2 separate regions of the Sus scrofa genome follow, and region 2 is linked to region 1. A link is a contact called in public Hi-C data. All regions are on one chromosome and are shown on one strand. The core of a region is the stretch at or near the end of the contact, and the rest is flanking DNA. Distances in the headings are between cores, read along the strand shown.

Evidence for each region. A called contact is a pair of places that touch in the nucleus more often than the background predicts.
Region 2: a contact with region 1 is called in a Hi-C map of liver, with 1.7 times the contacts expected there. The contact joins two enhancer-like sites. A contact is called at or near these places in 6 of 47 Hi-C or Micro-C datasets (alveolar macrophages, fetal heart ventricle, heart right ventricle and 2 more) and 1 of 2 datasets of contacts at active chromatin or transcription factors (skeletal muscle).

The regions. Positions count from the first base shown.
Region 1 is chr14:124,035,804-124,038,828 of Sscrofa11.1, reverse strand. The region is part of intron 2 of CASP7 (caspase-7); the gene reads right to left. Among named protein-coding and RNA genes, the nearest start is that of CASP7, 20 kb to the right of the region's middle. Within about 2 kb of position 1,523, at least 8 of the 83 cell types and tissues checked have an H3K27ac peak or open chromatin away from gene starts, as enhancers often do. A contact at or near this core is called in liver, where this site is marked.
Region 2 is chr14:124,127,877-124,131,139 of Sscrofa11.1, reverse strand. No RefSeq gene overlaps it. Among named protein-coding and RNA genes, the nearest start is that of DCLRE1A, 33 kb to the left of the region's middle. Within about 2 kb of position 1,884, at least 11 of the 83 cell types and tissues checked have an H3K27ac peak or open chromatin away from gene starts, as enhancers often do. A contact at or near this core is called in liver, where this site is marked.

The sequences.
Region 1 (3,025 bases), core at 274-2,773:
AGCCGAGATCCCAGTGTTAGCAGCTCATCAAGACTTACTGTCTGTTCGGAGATCAATGGCTGGAGCCAAGCAGAGCATCAGATAAACAACTGCTATTGGACAGAAGCAAGGCCCTCAAGGGCTCCAAAGAGATAGTGCTAATTAATTAGCCAACTGCCAAGAGATGGCACCGGTCCATGGCTCAGCACCGAGTAGGGGCCAGGAGGGAATGGAGAATGATAAGAAGCTTTCAGAGTTCCCAATTAGAAACTTCTACAGCTGGCTATCCTTCCCCAAAGATAAGATTTTCTAAAAGTGGCTGTTCTCCTTGTCCCGGGTTCATTTGGCCTTTCTGCAGAAGATGCTGGAACATGAGAGAGCGGCCATGACACAGACCCCAACAGGTGGGCACCTGTGCTTCTTTCAAGTCCAGATCAGCAGAAGCCAGCCTTTCTCCTGAATCTGAGAAAAGGTGGAGGAATTATAGATGTGCTCTAAGTCACCAGGAACAAGTATCATTAGTAGTTTTTAATATTGTTTTACGCTTTAGCAAGTGTGTTAATAATTATTACCTCCATTCGTTCTGCAAAGTACAAATGAGAGATATGGAAAGATGCAACAAATTAAAGTTGGTCTGGGTTTTTGTTTTTTTGGCTGAAACACACAGCGGCTTTATGAAGGCTCTCAGTTCCCAGACCAGGGGTTGGACCTGGGCTGCAATGGTGAAAGCATCAAATCCTAACCACTAGACCATTGGGGAACTCCCCGGACAGGGTATTTTTAAAGCCAGATTCTATCACTTCCCATTCTATGCCCCAGGCCCCATTTTGTCCCCTCCCTTTGCTAATTTTCTGCTGATACACTCAGTCTTTAACTTGACCTTTTTACATTCCAAACGCATTGGTCAAAATTACTTTTTTTTTTTTTTAGGGCCACACCTGTGGCACATGGAAGCCCCAGCCTAGGGGTCAAACCAGAGCTACAGCTGCTGGCCTATGGCACAGCTATTCAACTCCAGATCAGAGCTGAATCTGCAAGCTACACCACAGCTCACGGCAACACCAGATCCTCAACCCACTGAGTGAGGCCAGGGATCGAATCCTCATCCTCACGGATACTACTCAGGTTCGTTTTGCTCTGCTACAGCGGGAACTCCCTCCCACAAGAGCCAAGATCACTACGCTAAAGAGAAACACAGGATTCTGGTTGTGAAAGCTGCCGTTAAGTGCAAGGCTATGATAATTCAGACCAGAGAATTAAAAGTTCCAAATCCTCTTAAAAGCTCATGTGTTCCACAACTGGTTGCAGATTTAAACAAAAATAAATCTGGCCATGAAATCACTGTGCTTGGTTAGGGCAGAGAAACTAGTTCATGGCCACCAGGAAAGTCTGGTAGAACTCCTGACTTGGGAAGTGTGTTCAAGGGTGCACTAAAATACAACAGGCAGTTAATTTACAGAAACAGGCTGGTTGACTGTGGTGCTTCCTAACCTAACCATGCTTCACGTTTCCTGGTGTTGTATGTCCTCACTAACACGGGCAAGTGCCAGCACTTCATTGCCCAGATGCTTTCCAGTAAGCTCAGACCTCTGCTCCAAACACAGAGAACGCCAGCATTGATTATCAGGAAGGAACTAGATTATCCTCACTTCTTAGGTCAAGAGCCATTTTTTGGGGGGGCGGGGGGAGGCTCAAATTTCACAGTGCTAGGCCAACTCGGTCATTTCACCAAAATCAAGAGGCAAAAAATGACAACCAAGCTCTGATGGGTTATTTATATAAAAAGACTTCCTTACAGAGACTGGTACAGTAATTTGTACCAGAAAACATTATAGGGGGGAAAAAAAAAACCCCACTGTGCCCACCTCACCAAGCAGTGAAAAACCTTAGAAAGGGCACGAACATTTTTTATAATCCACTCTGGGTACAAGTATAATTCCCCCCCCCATCACCAGAATGGATAAATACAGGTTTTATCTTCTTACAGATCCCCTAGGCTCCTTGAAACGTGAATTATACCTTTCTATATTTGGAAGGGAAGAGAAGCAGGCAAACCCGCTCCTATTTATTTTCTAAAGTGTCTCCCTGAATAGGATTCCCAGTAGCTCCGTCTGTTTGCAGACATTCATCAGCACGAAAGTAAACATACCACCAGGCACACACTTCCCCTGGGGGCTGCTCCATTCGGAACTAGAGCTCTGGTTTTCATAGCTGCTTTGTCTAAATATCTTTGGGATGATTCATTCATGGTTTCAAGATTTCAGGAGAGGGCATCCCCAGCTCAGGACAGGACGGAGAGGAGAGAGGGAATTCGGTACCTCATGTCTCCATCGGAAAGCATCTCTCTCTGCATCAGAACTAGGCTTCGCCCTGTGACAGCAGGCAGCGAGTTTCCTTCTTCTCTGAAATAATAAAAACTCAACATGCTCGGAGCCGAGCAGGGACAGAAGACTGGCACAGCCGGCCCGGCCCTGAAGGCCTGTGCCTGAATCAGCAGTGAACTGCACGCTGGAGTTTTCCATAGGACACTGGGGCTGGGAAAGTCACACTGGCCTCCGCCTTCTCTGCTGACCGGCAGAAATGCCCAGGCTCCACATGGCTGCATCCTCCCCACTCCAGGACAGCTCCCTAGAGAAAAAGCAACTTTCTAGGAACTTGGGATCCCAAGGGGAAAAAACTCCACATTTCCACAAAGAAACAGCCAGTAGCACCATCTTTAAGAGTGGAAAACTGGAAACGATGGGGAAATGGCTCAGCAAGGCACAGAGGAGCCGCAGAATAAAATACTACACAGCTATTTAAAGTGATGAGCGTGCAGATGTGGGAGACCCGCCGAAGTATCAAATCTATAAAAGGTGGCAAAACCGCACACACAGGAATCGCAAAACATGTAAAATGACATGTAAGCGAACCAAAGTAGGAAGTGGGCTGGTGCCGAGTCAAAGAGTTCAAATTTACTGGGTTATTTTTTTCCTTATAAAGATACTCAAGGGTGTAATAAAATAATGAATAAGTCATAAAATAAAAGACCACAGAGGCATACCAA
Region 2 (3,263 bases), core at 635-3,134, 92 kb before region 1:
TTGGTAAATTACAAAGGAACATAAAGAGCACAATTGTTTTATGGCAGCTTGTAGGGGTGTTTAAGCAAAACATTTCTAATTGTGTAACACCTGTTTTGTCATCAAAACATTTACTCAAACACCACTGAGCACCTTTCTGGTGGCAGGGACCATGTATGGGCTATAAATTTCAATAACACGAGTTCCCTCTGTGGTACGACAGGATTGGTGGCATTTCTGACGCCCAGAGATGCAGGTTCCATCCCAGGCCTGGCACAGTGAGTTAAGGATCTCAGGTTGCCCCAGCTGTGGCTGGGATCTGATTCCTGGCCTGGGAACTCCATATGCCATGGGGCAGCCAAAAAATGAAAAAAAATTTTCAATGACAAATGCAGGCCTTCACAGTTATTCAGTAAGTCTGTGAATCAATGAGAAACCTCAGACAGACACTGACACTGTTGGGAGTTTGGGGGGAGAGTATAAGACCCCACACTTGGAAAACACTGGAGATATTTCCAGGAAAGCATGATGGTCCCTGCCATAGAAGCCCGGACATGAGCGGATAAAGTGATGGATGTCTTAAGTCCCTTTCAGAGATGAATATGAGTGGGTAAAGCACCCTCCCTCCTCAGCACAGCTATTTGACGACGAAAACCTTTTGGTAGAAATGGCCACCAATCAAAGAAAGAGGGGAAAATTTCCAGCTCCAATTAAACATGGTGAAACTAATCAAGTGGGCTGGGAATACGAACATCATAACATGAGGATCAAAGGAGTAAAGGGTTAGTGTTGCAAACAGGCCTTGGGTATCATCATCATACAACCAGCAATTAATTTAGGATTCTTTGAGAAGAGATACTGCTGATGTAACAGGTGCAGTCAAGAAAATTGGGGGCTTCGTGTCCAGAAACTACAATTTGGGCCTGGTTCTGCCACTAATTTTGTGACCTCGTGCAAATAAATTCACTTCCCTGAACTACTAAAACAAGGTTTGCTTCCTCTGCTAGATGAGAGAGCTGATGGATCTCTAGGTCATGCCTCTGTACTTTTGTGAGTCTGCTAGCTCACTTGCTGTTTTTTCGGAGTGCTTCATGCTTTCCCAGGACTTGAACAAGATAGTTTTGGTCAAGCTACTTCTCAAAATAAATTTGGTCTATGGTATTAAAACATGTCAGAGGAGAAAATGTCTTAAACCAATTTATTTCTTTAGGCCATGCCTGTAGTGTGCAGAAGTTCCCAGGCCAGGGATCCAACCTGCACCACCATAGTGACAATGCCAGATCCTTAAGCTGCTGAGCCACCAGGGAACTCCTTTTTATCATTTAATGTAAATGCATTTAAATTAAATATAAATACATTAAATTAAATATATATGTGGATGTAAGTGTGTGTATATATATATGTGCACACACACACAAACAAATAGTATAATTTCCTCCAGCTTAAATTTGGGGCCTCGGAGATGGAGCAATGGAAGAATTGGTCCCTTAGAGTGGTACGAACTAAAGGGGTTGCATTGACTCTAAAATGGGGCCAGAAGCCAATAGCAACAGACCAGCCCATCAGTCAGTGAATGAAAGGTGGGTGAGCAGAGCTCATTCTTTCTTCAGGATTCTCAGGGCATAGTGAACACATAGGAGCAGAACACATCCACAGATGCAGATTATTCATTTTGATAAGCAAGGTGTCAATGCAGGCAACTGCTAAGACCCGTGTATTATAGCAGCTGCCAACAACGACTTACAGTTTAAAACCGCGGTGTCCACATTCAGCCTAGAGACGCAGTACAGTAGCAGGTTGGCAGATCTATGGAAACTCCTCTGTAATTCTGTTGGTTAATAACACATGGCAGTGCCCGCTCCTCCCCTACTCTTGGAATAAATGGATGATCCAAAGGCATCAACGAGAAGGATATGGCTGAAGGTTTGGGGTGGCTTTGGGGAGAATTAGAAGTTGAGTGACCCTGAGGAAGTACTCACTTATTTCCTACTTGTGGGAGAAAATTTTGCATCCTGTTCCCTTCCATATACACAGGATTCCCTCTGTAGGCTTAAGGCAGCCAGGTTCCCAGACAGAACCTGGGCTTAATTCCTTAGAAGGCAAAGCAAGACCAGTGTCGATGCAGAGGTCTGACCCCCAGTGGGAGCACAAGAGGACAGAGCTATTCTGCTTTGGGGAAAAAAAAAAGAGTGATTTTTTAAAGTTCCATTCTTTTCTCACTCTATGTGTCTCCCTTTCTCTCTCAATCACTCTCTGGAGATGGCTTTTCAACTGCAAGTTAGATGGATCCAAACACACCAGCATGCAACCCCCCCTGATAATTGTTCAACTATGCTGGCAACTCCTATCTTTCCCAACAGCTAAATGTTCAAAGGATAATAAGCATTACCCTCTGTTTATCCCTAAAGAAGTCCATGGAGACAATTTTTCATCATTTCCTGGCTTGGTGAGAGAGGATGTTGCTAACCAACTGCCATTTTACTGGTCAGCGTTCAGTGTCAAGACTACAGGGCAGCTGGTTTTCTTCACCGATAAAAGAATGAAAGACCTTGCTTGTAAATAGCTTTGTCTGTGTTAGCAACCTCTTAAGTTTGTCTTGCTACCCTTCCATACCCCAACCGCTACTTCAAAAGCTCTGCTGTTCTTAGGCTGTGAGTTACCCTGGTGACTAATCTTGCTAATCCGTTCCTGGAGGCTGTCTTTGTGGCAGAGTCTTAGCGCCTGCTTGTGTTGGCTTTGAGTCTGGTGGGACACCGGTGACCCTGTGGACATTGCATGTTTGCCTGTTCCTGGTAATGGGTGTGTTTGCGTGGACTGGATGGGGAGGAAGGGCTTCCTTGGTCAGAGCTGAGCAGGGGTGTGCTACTGAATTTCTCCACCACTTTGCACACTCCTGGCGTATTCATCCTAAAAATAAGAAAGGTAATGTATTCCCAGATAATGCCAAGCCTGCAGACAGCAGTCTCTCAGCTTTTTGGAGGTTCTGAGTCTCACCTGTTAAGTTCCGCTAGCAGTTGATTCTTTCTACCTATTCCATCTTCTTAAAAATAGTCACCTGGCAGACTTTGCAACAGCTTGTGGAAAAGGAGGTTGAAGAGCGGAAGAAGAAAAGAACAGGGTGCCTAAGGGAGCCAGAAAGGAGGGAAGAAGAGGAGGAGGGAGAGAAGAGACGGGGGAACGGGAAATGGAGGAGGAGGAGGGAGAGGGAGGAGGTGGACGAAGAAGAGGAGGAGAGAGAAGAGGAAAAGGAAGAAGAAGAACAGGAGTGGGGAGGAGGAAGGGGG